Regions from separate parts of the Mus musculus genome. Here region 1 is linked to region 2. The links are chromatin contacts, called in public Hi-C maps. All regions are on one chromosome and are shown on one strand. The core of a region is the stretch at or near the end of the contact, and the rest is flanking DNA. Distances in the headings are between cores, read along the strand shown. Region 1 overlaps Sox6 (SRY (sex determining region Y)-box 6). Region 2 overlaps Sox6 (SRY (sex determining region Y)-box 6).

Region 1 (6,634 bases), core at 3,935-6,434, 390 kb before region 2:
TTCTTTTAGGATAATTGCTTGACAACTTGAAGGATACAGACAAGCATTTTAACACTTGCCATTAAATTTCTGTTCAGTATGATACCATGACTTATATTTTAGTTCATGTTATTAACTGTTTTGTATTATTGGATATTAGTATTTCTTTACTGTATCATTTCCTTTAGATTTTTCATGATTTTTTTATATTGATACATACTGAGAAATTTATCTAAGAATGTGTGAAGGGTTGACAAGTGGAAGGTAGGGAGCTGGCTACCACTGTGGTGAATGTAAAAGTCTATGATAGAATTATTTTGAGGGGTAAGACTTTAAAATACCTTCCTGCTCCAGGGCAGTCGCTGGCCCATAGTTGCTCCTGCTGACTGCGTGGACTGCGGGCAGAGGTCTGGATAGTCCGTGGCCCAGGGTGTTCTGGGAAGTCCTCGGACTGAACAGACTGGGATTTTCCAGAACAGATGGTGATTTTCTCTGGCATTTCCTCCAGATCTTCTCGCTTGTGTGCTGCCTCAGGACCAAAGTGGCCACTTGTGCTTTTGGAACTATCTTTTCTAGCTAGCGTATAGAATACATGGTGTGTGCAGGCCGACACCCTCGCGTGTTCGGACATGTCGCTTCTTTATTCCTGTTTTCTATTTTGCAGGAAGATACAGTGAAGTCATTTTTTTGTTGTTGTTTATGCAATGAACTATGTGATGTGAGGAATATATACCCTCTTCCAATTGTTTGCTCTGGAATTTACCAATAGTTTAAGTTGACTGACGTCTGACTGAGAGATATCTGTACCTACATGTAGCAGCACAGCATTGATTTAACAGATGGGACGTAGAGAATTTCCTGTAGTGTTAGAATATTTTTTTTTTTTGACCAAAATGTCTGGAATGATTTGTTAGAGTTAGAGTTTTTAGAAAAACCAAATACCTGTATGTACATATATGAAAAAAATCTCTCTTCCTTTATCTCTATCTATATGCATGCAAGCTTTACAAAGTACAATTTCACAGAAATTTTCACAATATGTGGGCTCCAATTAATTCCTGAACAGCTCAGTGATTGAAAAAGTTCAATTCTTGTTCAGCATGACATTCTCTAGTTGCTTTTCTTATGTCCCCCATTGTTCACGTTACAGTGAAGGAAGAGGATGTGTCATGTATCTCTCACAACTACAATTCATGCTTGTAAAAGATTAGTCAACAAAGAAACATGATATGATATTTTTAAAAGAGAAATTGCATAGGTTCTGAAAACCCTTTTGAATTTCTAGCATTTTGCTGTAGATTTCTTTCTTGAGAAACTTAATTCTTTTCCCCATGAAAACTGATTGAACCCAGGGCCTCGGACTTATTGAGCCAATGCTTTTCCACGGAACTACACCTTCAGGCCCCTCTTTAGTGTTGATGCTGAGGTCAGGTCTCATCTGAACTCACTCTGTAGGCCAGGCTGGCTTTGAGGTTGCAGGCCTCCTGTCTCAGCTGCTCCAGTAGCTGGGATCCAGGCCTGTACCACTGGGGTTGGATCTATGTATATCTTCATAAAGAAGTAAAAGGATCAGATAAGAAAATAATCTCTGCACGCCCCCCCCCCCCCCGAACCCAATACTCTGTTGCTTTGAGGTAATTCATGTTGAGTGTCTAGATAAAGCTGTTGTATTCCTGGTAATACTGCCCTCTTAGATCTTAAAATGTCTCATGTCTAAAGCAGAGAAGGATAAAATACCAAAAATGAGTGATAATACTGTCTTCCTGGCTAGCTAGGCTCTTGTATTCTTTCCTCCCTGGAAGTCAGATCACAGAGCTGCAGAGCATTGGAGAGGAAGCATGGAGGAGGCTTTAATCCAGTGGTTCTCAGCCTTCTAGTGCTGAGACCCTTTAATACAGCTCCCCAAACTGTGGTGACCCTCAATCATAAAAGCATTTTTGTTGCTACCTCATAATAATTGTCATTCTAGAAATAGAATGTAAATGTCTGATATGTAACCCTGTGAAAGCATTGTTTGACCCCAGAGGAGTTATGATCCACGGGTTGAGAAAACATTACTCTAACCAGATCCTCTCCCGCTCAAATACCAGACCCTCACTGTCCCTAGGTCCTGACTAGAGATTAGAATAGATTGTCATGACCCCTAGGTCAAAGTGTATTTTAGGTGCCATGGAAGGGCAGAATTAGATATTTACTGTGTTTTGACTCTTACTTTCAGATGCGCATCTCTAATCTATTTTGATCAATTGTAGGGATTGTGAAACATAGTATAGTGGTTTCTACAACAATATATTGACCAAAGTTTTTTTTGTTTTCTTGAATGAATTTTACTTAACCTAGTTAGTTCTCACTGTGTGTTTGCCGTCTATATTTTTAAAGACGCAGAATGAGTCAAACTCATCCCTAGAGTCCAGGAAAGTTCCTGAGCTAAATTAGTAACTTAAGTTCCGTCATTACTTTCATTTGAACACCACTCATCAGCATCTTCACATTCTGGAAAGAATACAGCCTCTGTAACAAAGTTCCTTTGTTTTCATGGAACCAAAATGTGCTTTATTTAGGCCAAACAATAAAAGCAAACGACCTAACTACTTTCTAATGCATGGGGGCTCCGGAGGGAGGAAACCATAGATATTTAGAGGCATAAGTGACTCATTGTGCTAGTATAGTTTTATAACGCCGGCTCTGCATGTTTGAACTACATCTGCTACTTCAGTGTAACTGAAGTGTGTGCAAGCATGAGAATGCTGGGTAGAACTGTGGCCATGCAGGATGCAAGGCACAGCCTCAGCAGCTAACACTCCACCCCTGTGTAGAGCAAACACTGCCTCCTTCTTTACTAATTCACCTATGTGATATTTCTGTTGAACATGTTCAGCATATTTCTGATGAAGTGAATTCTTTTTAACTTGCAGGATGCGTTTCCAAAATGTAGCTTGCAAATTTTGTTTCCCCTTTGAAAAAAAAATCTTCCTTTAGTTTTCACTCCTACTTTTAAATATTCCTGCTACTGCTGATAGTTTTTAGAAAAAGCCACTGTGGATGGAGAGGTTGTATTTTTAGATGTAGAACAATGAAATAATTGTTGCTTTTGGCACAAAAGTCTTGGCAAAAGTTCTTAGAGTAGGTGAGGACGCTGACTTTGTTTGAAATGTTACTACTCATTGCCAGGATGTACGTTTCTTCAATAAAGCAGTAAATGCAGTTTACTTATACTTTTTCATTTCATTTTGTATCCAAAATTGTAGGTCACGTTCATGAATTCAAAGGCGATTTACCAGTGACTTCTGGGTGCTGGGTGATCCTCGTGTATAACTGTGAGTATTGATCCAGTCACTACTTTTCTCATTATATAAAGCAAAAGTCACAGTTCACAAACAAATCAACCCATATGTAAATTCTGGTTAGCTTTTTAGTAACTGTTTAGTAAATATTATTAGTTCTACATAAGTGATTCTTTTGGAATTAGGGTAATGCAGACAATGTTGGCTGTTGTAAAGCCTGCTTGCTGTGACTCCTGGTACAGCAGCACATTGCAGGCCTACCACCATAGGCCTAAACAATAACCTTATTTCAGGAAATAACCTCACTGTAGGAACAGGCCACCTTAAAAATTCTCCTGTATCCACAGATGCCTGTTTACCCTGATAACTTTGTACATCTTCGTGTCTATGCTGAGAAGATACAAGATAGCGTAGATTTCAAAGAGCGGTTTGTGCAGGGAGATTGATGCTAAGGAGCCAGATTCATTGGTGAATATAGAATGGACACCGAAATGGTGGTGTTCTCCCTTTTTCCCCTCCCCCAAGTATCTTTTATACTTTCAACCTTATTTTGGAGAAAAAAAACCCTATTTTCTCAAGAAAAAAAAGATGAATTAAAATACTTTCACGCATATTTGTTATACAGAAGAAGCCATAAGTACATGGTAGCTATTAAAACAAGTCTGCATAAATCTACTTTTAAGCAACCAGAGTTTGCTGCCATTTTACACTGTTGCAAAGCATTGGTGTTTAAGGATGTGTCTCTTTACAGTTGACAATAGTAAAAAATATAAGAAACATCTTTTGTTGTTGTAAAGAATATACTTTTTAGGAAAGTATTTGAAGAAATGTCAAAAATTAGAGTTTAAGCAGAAAGCACTGAAAATGTATCTAAAAGTCAGCTTTATCTGTCAGTGGGACTGTTGATCAGGACTAACCAAGCAAATAGATACGAATATTAAATGTAGTTTAGATCATTTTGTATATTTTTAGTGCTTTAAGAATGACCAAACTGGGGCTGAAGAGATGCTCAGTGGTTAAGAGCATTGACTGCTCTTGCAGAGAACCCAGGTTTGGTTCCCAGCACCCACACAGTGATTCACAACCACCTGAAACTCCAGCCCAAGGAATTTCTACACTCTCTTCTGGCCTCATGTGGACACATGTAGAACTCACATATAAATACAGGCAAACCTTCATGCACATTAAATACAAAAATTAATCTTTAGAAAATGACAAAATTATTCTTTAATGAAGTTATCAACTTTTGTCTGATGATCTGAGGTAACCCTGAAAACACAGGCTTGTATAAACTTCATGTCTTGTTTGGATTTCATGCCAGTTTGCTCTGCCATTTCTCTCAGCCCCTTCTCAGCTCCTTCCTAGCATTCCAGTCTCTCCAGTAAGTTCTTCGAGAAATCAAAGGTTTTAAAGCAACAAATATAATTGTCATCGTTTAGTTCAAATGTGATTTCTCATCAAACCAAGGTTTCTTTCCTAAATTCTTCACTCCTTATCAAGACACAGAGATGCTAATCTTGAAAGAAGGTGATCAGGAGCCGGGTCCTCAGGGTCAAAGATCAGGGGGTAGGGACATTGGAAGGGGACACAGTTCACACAGATTTCATGCCATTGTTTTTATAGTTTAACTTAAAACACCTCAAACCTTTTCTGGTCAGATTCTGTCTGGTCATGGGAGTGGAAGCCATGCTTGTCAAATTGACTCATGTAGTCATTTTCCAGTGTTCAGAAAACGCTAGGTTAGGGCATGGGCCAGAGATTCCAGGGTTGGTAAAGCTGTCTTAAGCTGTAGGGCTGTGGGAAGAGATGTGGCAGGAAGCTGTGACTGCTCTGTTTCTTCCAGTTGCTGTGGAGCTGGTCGCCCAGTCAAGCCAGCAAACCGGGGTGGGAGGGTCAGTGACAGGTTTTATGAGCCTCACTCTGAAACTGCCTGGTCACTGCCTGTCTAAGGCAGGAAGCTGCAGCTCACAGCTCCAGTCTGTGAGATAAGGAAGGTGGGCTATTATCTTGCACATCCATAATGAATAGGCCGCACTGAGGGTGTGTGAGGACTGATGGGAATCTCTCTGCTCGCATCTGCCAGTCTGCTCAGATGGCTGTGACTTCTGACACCGTGTCTTATCCTCGCAATCCCTCTTCCTTTTTTTTTTCTCTCTTGTTAAAGAGTAAAATGACATATTTTTCCAAAGTAGGCACTGGGTAGAAAGATCTTGATCTGTATGCTCTATGTCATATTTAACTTTTTATCGTTAATGAAAAATAATTATGTAATCCTTTCTACTAAATTTTATTGTGATAATAAATGATTGATTAAATAAATCAACAAATAACGAAACCCAAAGATGGTTCAATAGATAATTTGCTTTTCTAATCTTCCCAGACTACTCAGCAATTTGAAATAGATTCCCACATAGAAAATGCTGCCTCCTTCTGATCTTAATAACTTTATTGTCCTGTACACATACACACACAAATATGAGGTGGGTTGGGCAGAGAGTATTGATTAACTAAAGGACTGAGGCACGAATACAGCTTAGATTGGCGTGACCCTATTCTACAGCCGTGAATCTGGCTGAGTTTTGTGAGATGAGCCTGTGCTACTTTCCGTGTCAGCACAGCAGGACACACGCCTGACCTCAGTGTACTCTTCCCCACAGCATCGTGGTGTCGTCCTCTGAGAGACAATTTTCATTTTCTTTCGCTTGTTTTTGTCACTGTCTCTGACCTCAGTTTCATGCTATGTCAGAGGAGCAGAGGCCCAGTCCCTCTTCCCACTCACTTCTCTTTCTGGAGTGCTGGTACCTCCTTGGCCTTTTCCTACGCTTGTGGTCCAGACTACCACATGTCATACTTCTGCTGGAAGTTTTTGAATTACATAGTTTTTTTTTGGGGAGGGGGTACATGGAGTCATTAATTTGCATCTTTGTGGTATTGTTATTATTATTACTGTTAGTTTTTAATGAAAATTAATCTGTGGCAAACTGAGCATAGCCCAGACCAAGGCTCCCTCAGGGAGAACATCTGTGAATTTAAGGGAAAGTATGTCTAAATGCATTATCTTTAAAAAATATTATTCCAGTCTAATCTTGACATAGAGCAGGTAAATAAAAAAGATGAGCTGTGAAAATCCACAAATAGGGCTTGAATGCCATTTTCCATGACAACGGGAGCTGCCCCACGAAAGCATTAGTGCTGGGCGTGTAAGGAATTTAGAATTGTGCCTTCTCAGTTTTACAGTTGTGTGCTCATGTTAATTAGAGATATACTGACATTTGAAGTATCTACATTAATGCACAGACCTACTATACATTTGTGAACCAAGGCCAGAAATCTCCTTTAATTGAAAGGAGCTGCTAATCTGACTGCATATC
Region 2 (6,262 bases), core at 2,076-4,575:
CCTTTTTTGTTTCTTGCTGAATTTCAAAAGGAAAAGATCCATCAAAGTAAAAAAGAAACAAACCACAGCCTTTTCTTTGCCTAAATTATAGCGGTTTGACTCTTGTGAATTTTTCTTGCCACTGAGTCATTGCATACAGAATTAAGAAACTTTAATTTCTTTAGAGGCTTGTTATATTAGAAAAATTGTTCCAAAGAAAGCAACAATCATGACATAGGCACATCTGGCTCTTGCAAATTATTCTTTATTAAGCTTTCATTTAATTATATGTGCTGAAAGGTCTGTTTTTGATTACTGTAATTTTTTTTATTTGTCCATCTGAATAATAGTAATGCTTGAAATACACAAACCACCTGTTTTTTCTCTTCTACTAATATGGTCAAGTTTGACCTATTTTTTTTCTGTAGTTGATGAACTAGGAAGCTTTTTATTATGATAGAAATCTGACCATCAAGGTAATGGTTTAATCTTGATTATAGGTAGAAAAGAAAATATTTGAATGATGTTTTCAAGAATAAAGTGTTAAGATTGGGATATCTGACTGTGGGTTACCACAGTAAATTAACAGATTCATGTATTACCAGTTTTACATAAGTTCTAATAATAGGGGCATCTAAGGATTGGAAGTAGCAACCTTTGACTACAGATAGAAAGAAAGATCTTTATAAGTTTGGGGGACATGAGAAATGGATACTAGAGTTATAACTGTCATCAGTAAAGAAAAGGTGATGTGTCGTGGAAGGCAGAATAGAAAGAGAGTGGTCAACAAGATGGCCATGTAAAATCAAGAAGAGATGGTACCTCAGCCTCATGCATGATAATGGATACTGCTTCATCTTACCCATCATTAGCAGCACACAACCTAGCAAGGGACTAAGAGACTCTTGAGAATCTGTATTAATAGTTATATTTTTAATCTTGGGACATCAGATATAATAATGGCATTCAAATGAACCCTCCCACGGAGACAGAATTTGGGAGTATCCCTCTAAGAGTATGGTCCAGCATGAGTGATTTTTGGATTCTCCAAGGGAAAAAAAAACTACTTTCTGCACCATTCTTTTCTATGGAAGTCTCTCATTCCATATTTCCTCACACTTAGAATCCCCACCCACTTCTGGTGATGTTACTTATATATCAGTCAACCATCACCAGAGACTTTTAGAAAAGCTTCCAATGAGGAAGAGCTCGAAAGATTAAAAGAGATAAATAAGTGCAGAGAACAGAAAAAGAAAACAAATTCAAAGCCATCATTAACATTACCCAACAGAAAAGTAATCAAAATGCTTTGTATAAGCAGCCAGGGAACAAAAGGACCCTTAAAAATGGACAGCTGAAACTTAGGAAAATTCATAGACCTCTTAGAAACTGATAAAAAAAATCTGTAATAGAGTAAAGTAATATGTTGCATAGTAGGAGACAGAAGGAAAAACTAAGGTCCATGAGCATGTCTAACGTTGATTAGTGTGAGTTGATGGGAAATCCCAGAGCATTGCCTAGAGTTGAAACACATGATTTTATACATTAGACAGGCTGGGCTCCAGACCAGTGAGTGCCAAGGCAACAGGCAGATAGACCTTGGGGTGAAATCCTTACATTTGGTATAAAGGGAAAAAGTCAATGCTATCTCAAGAGACAACTAATTTCATATAAAGAATCTGAAGTCGGAATGACATCAGACTTTTTTAGCAAAAAGAGAAAAAGGACAGTAGGTCATTGTCTTTGGAATTCTAGGAGTCATTTTTAACTTAGAATTCTGTATCAAGAGAATATAATAACAGTTTCCTGAATTATTAGTTCCTAAAAACTAGCCTCATAGGCACTTTCTCAAGTATTTCCTTGAAGGTATTTACTACCTAAAATAAGACAGTTAACTAACAGACAGGAAGCTGTGACAGACAGAAAACAGAATCCAATATGGGAGACACAAAGGGGATTCTATGTAGCACAGCAGCCTAATGAATAAACTAGTTCAGACGGGAGCAAGGGTGTGGAGAATCCTGAGTACGGTATCTCTAAGGGATTTCAAGATTAGCTGTATAGTCAACTGTATTGTGTTGAGTTTTCTTGGTCTTTTGGAGAGTCTGGGAATTACAAAGTGATAGTTACAGAAACCAAAAGGAGACAAATGAAAAATAAAATGATAAAAAATACAAATACTAAATCTAACAAAATAAAAAGTTAAAGAGAAAAGTTGCTGCTGTATCTAATCCATGTACATGGCAGGCTGAGCCAGGGAGCTCACAAGTCCAAGGCGTGTCTGCTTTCAGAGGCGTTCAAGTCTAGCCTGGACAACTTTGTGATAGCCTGTTTTAAAATAAAATAATGAAGTCTGGGGATGTAGCTCAGTGGTATTTACCTAGCAAGCTTGAAGACACAAATTCAATCCTTGTATGGCGAGAGCAAGAGTGAGAGAGCAAGTGAGAGAGTGAGCAAGCGTGTGCGAGAGAGAGAGAGAGAGAGAGAGAGAGAGAGAGAGAGAGAGAGAGAGAGAGAGAGGAGAAAGAGACTAGAGAAGAGAAGAAAGAATGCAATATAGCTCTTTGCATAGCTCAGCTTTGAATAGTGCCAAGGTAGAATGGAACAGTGAGACTAACCTAAAATGTGTAATGTTAACATTAAGCAAATGGAGGGATACATAAAAGCACAAATGGTTGGTGATGTAGTAAGGCCAAGCTTTCATCCTCCTGTGTGAGGTCAAAGGATAAGGGCAGAACAGCACATAAACATCTGCAAGCAAGGTGGAAAGTGCCAGTAAGAACAGTCAACCAAGCTGAAAAGAGATGGTCTCCACAGAGTAGACATGAAGTGGAGAGGCCAGTGCGGGAGGCCAAGGCCATCATGGATGGCTTATAGGGGCTTTAACTTTTTCAAGGTGCTCATGCTGTTGTGATTTCTTTTATTTAAAAGCCTTAAAGTAATATTGAACTTATGGAACCATGTATAACATTATTTTGATAAAATCTAAAATTATATAAAAGTGAGACTGGCTTATATTCCAGTCTTGGGTCTACATTCAGTTTCATCAATGTATTTAATGTTGATCACGTTAAGATTTACAGTATCAGGTAGTCTGTTTACCTTGCCTCAGGAAGAGGAGCTCTTGTAAGATAGAACAGAGGTCTACTACCAAAGAGAACCTTTGCAAATTCTTAGAAGAGCAGATGAAGCTGGAATTGCAAGCCAAAGAGAATTCTGGGAGACACCAGGAGAGCTATTCTAGGCATAAAGAAGCCATTTGGTTACCTCATTCAGTCCTAGGGCCAGGAAAAGAAGGTTAACTTTTGTTTCTATGGCTACCAATGTGGCCATACCCTGTCAAAGACCGTTATATGGTGCCTAGAGATAAGACCTTGAGAGGGAAGTGGCTGCTGTCAGGGAGCTTAGAGGCAGGACTGATCTCCAAGAAGGATCTGATCGCCAGAGAAGTATGGTAGAACCAAGGTGTCTCAGGGAAGTTTGGGTTAGTTTCTTAGTCCACGAGTGGACTCACTGGACATTAAAGAACTTTGTATAGTAATTTCCAGCCCTAGAAGGACCCTCAGAGATTGCTTAGCCAAATCCTTTTAGTGCAGCTGAAAGGACTGAGGTGTAGAGACCGGTCTCCTCCTATTGTCACTGCTGGAACAGCCACGCATCGTGTTTCTCATTCCAGCCCTCTTACATTCTGAGTTACTTAGCTTTTCTTATTTTCCTCTTAAACAAGCAAACAAACAAACAAACAAAAACAGAGAAAAACTTAAGGGTTCTGAGAGCTGTTATCTGACAATACGGTAAGGGTTTTTTGAACCTGTTTCAGCTGTATTTAATGAGACCGATGTTTGCCTTCTCTGTTTTGCAGCAGCTCTATGCCGCTCAGCTGGCCAGCATGCAGGTGTCACCTGGAGCAAAGATGCCATCAACTCCACAGCCACCAAACTCGGCAGGGGCAGTCTCACCTACTGGGATAAAAAATGAAAAGAGAGGGACCAGCCCTGTAACTCAAGTTAAGGTACTTGCTTTGCAGGATTGTGGAAACGGTTTGGAAAATAGCTTTGTAAGAAAGGTAGTGAAGCGGGCTATGCTGGGAGTAAGCAGCAGGAACGCAGCAACATAAAAGATTCCCAAATGTGCCTCTTTATAGGGATGTCATGATTGAGCACTGAGAAGCAGGTGTTCCCCTTTTGATAACAATAGTGCTATATTGAGAGATGCTTACCGAACTCCAAAAACTCACTCCTCAAAAATCTCTCCCTTCAGAGTCTGGCTTTCCTTTTTTAATGTTCACTGGCAGAAATGACTGTGCTTGTATTGTCAGTCTTTGTCATAGACTTGCAACACTTTTCTCCTTGATCCTCAAACAGGTGGGGAGCCCCCTCACAGTATCAGAGTAGGACCTAGAATCCTTGATGTTAAAAGAGGATGGAAGGAATTCTAATGCCAGACTTGGCATAGTCTGTAGAGGGCTGTCTTAGCACTGGCCAGCCACAGGAGCTGAGGAATAGAGCACCACTGGCTGATGGTACTTTTGACGTCATTATGAGAGGATAAATGTGCTCTCGCAGTTATGGGAAGAGTGTTGATATATGGTTTTCTTAACTGATTTGTCAATGTCCCCAAACTGGTCACCAGAGGGATACTTGATGACAAGAGAAATGATCAGGCACTTCAAATGTGTGCTACATATTGTTCCTATACAAAATATAAGTTGTCTTGGGGGACTGTATCTTCTTCCAATATCGAGTTAATAAATTCACACTGTTTGGAGAAATAATTGTTGTGTGTAATTGGCCATGACCTTGGAGAGTTGTGCTAAGTGTGGCTACATGACTGTAATGCATCAGAAGCATTGTATCTGGGGAGTCTGGGCAGCTTTTGACTCTTCACATAGGAAACACTTGAGATGAACCAGCATCACTACTGAGTGTTCTGCAGTCACTGAAGGGGTTTTATTCTGGTCAATTTCCAGATAGCAATGTTGAGATTTCAAAAATTCTGTAAAAATAATGGATTTTAATTATTGAAGACCAAAACCATGAGCATCCCCAAGGTAGCCTGTTTGGAGGTGGAGACCCCCAAATATTAACTTAATGACATCTATTCTTTTAGATTCTCTAGAGAAATAAGGTGAAATTACACTTAATTGTTAGAAATCTTGAGCTATAACAATTAACACAGGAATTGTAAGTTTGTGGAAACACATTGTTTTATGTTCCAAAAGCTTATTTGTGAATACAAGACCTAGCATACCAGCTCAAACAAGGACTGAGTCTCTTCATAGCTGTTAGAGAACGAATATGTAAAACACCGCAACTCTGGCTATTTGGGTATTAAATATTTTAATGTGAAAAAGTCATTTTGTAATTTAAGTCGGCCAACTGGAACTGCACCAAACCAAGCCTTTACTAGATGAGTAAATGTTCCCTGGCTAAATTCAAGTTTCTATCTGCTTTTACCATTCCAGCTTTGTGGGCCAACAGATTTTATTACTCACTTGACCACATGCAAATTCTTAGGCATAAGAGTTCTGTATGGTTTGACTTGACTATTTTATGTTAGCAACAAAGGACCCATTTCTTACATCTTAGATCATATATTATGTATGTGAGTAGAACTATATAAACCAAAATATAAAGTGAGCATTTAAATTGAATGTTTCTATTACTGAAGAACTTCTGAGAATAAACTCAGTCTGCTGGCTGTGAAGATTTGATCATCAGATACATCAGGGTTCTCATGATATAAAGCACTATTACACATTGTATAGTGAAATATGACATGGCAGGATTTGTCGAAGGTAACAGCGATAGACAGGGGGTTTTCATCTATTAAAAGTCTGTCACTATAATCCAGGAGTTGGTGGTCATGAAGGAAATGAAGGTAGTTTCAGTGTTGGAATAGAAGTGTCTGCTTGCATACTCCCATACCGAGAAAGATTGAGAAATGTTGAGCTGGGCTGTGAGTATCATGTGTCTGCTCTATATACAGCAAAAGCCTTCTCAGCCTGGCAAGGCGCTTAGTCCCTACAGCCTGTCCCCTGACATATGCCTTGTGCTATCTTAACCTGAGTGGGGGTGGGGGGGCATACAATTATTAGCCCTATCAAAATGTCACAAAAAATGCCACTGTTCTTATATAGAAAGAACATAAATGTTTTCTCTGATTGCATTTCTAGACTATGTCATGGTCTGCTTGCATTCAGACCTCCTATAAGTTGCTGTTTTTGTTTTTCTGTCTTATCTAACGCTACTATCTGTGCCATTCTGATGTTTGTTTGAAAGCA

The links. Hi-C and Micro-C count contacts between places; a contact is called where the count stands out from the background.
Region 1: a Hi-C map of the G1E-ER4 cell line shows a contact between it and region 2, with 6 times the contacts expected there. The contact joins two enhancer-like sites. A contact is called at or near these places in 2 of 484 Hi-C or Micro-C datasets (both in the G1E-ER4 cell line) and 1 of 9 other capture datasets (embryonic stem cells).

What each region holds. Positions count from the first base shown.
Region 1 is chr7:115,940,556-115,947,189 of GRCm38.p6, reverse strand. Sox6 (SRY (sex determining region Y)-box 6) reads left to right here. Exons shown (of 16, transcript NM_001025559.3): 2 at 3,228-3,296. Among named protein-coding and RNA genes, the nearest start is that of Sox6os, 88 kb to the left of the region's middle. Within about 2 kb of position 5,184, at least 32 of the 459 cell types and tissues checked have an H3K27ac peak or open chromatin away from gene starts, as enhancers often do. A contact at or near this core is called in the G1E-ER4 cell line, where this site is marked.
Region 2 is chr7:115,547,739-115,554,000 of GRCm38.p6, reverse strand. It overlaps Sox6 (SRY (sex determining region Y)-box 6), which reads left to right. Exons shown (of 16, transcript NM_001025559.3): 10 at 3,842-3,991. Among named protein-coding and RNA genes, the nearest start is that of Gm51455, 53 kb to the right of the region's middle. Within about 2 kb of position 3,325, at least 22 of the 459 cell types and tissues checked have an H3K27ac peak or open chromatin away from gene starts, as enhancers often do. A contact at or near this core is called in the G1E-ER4 cell line, where this site is marked.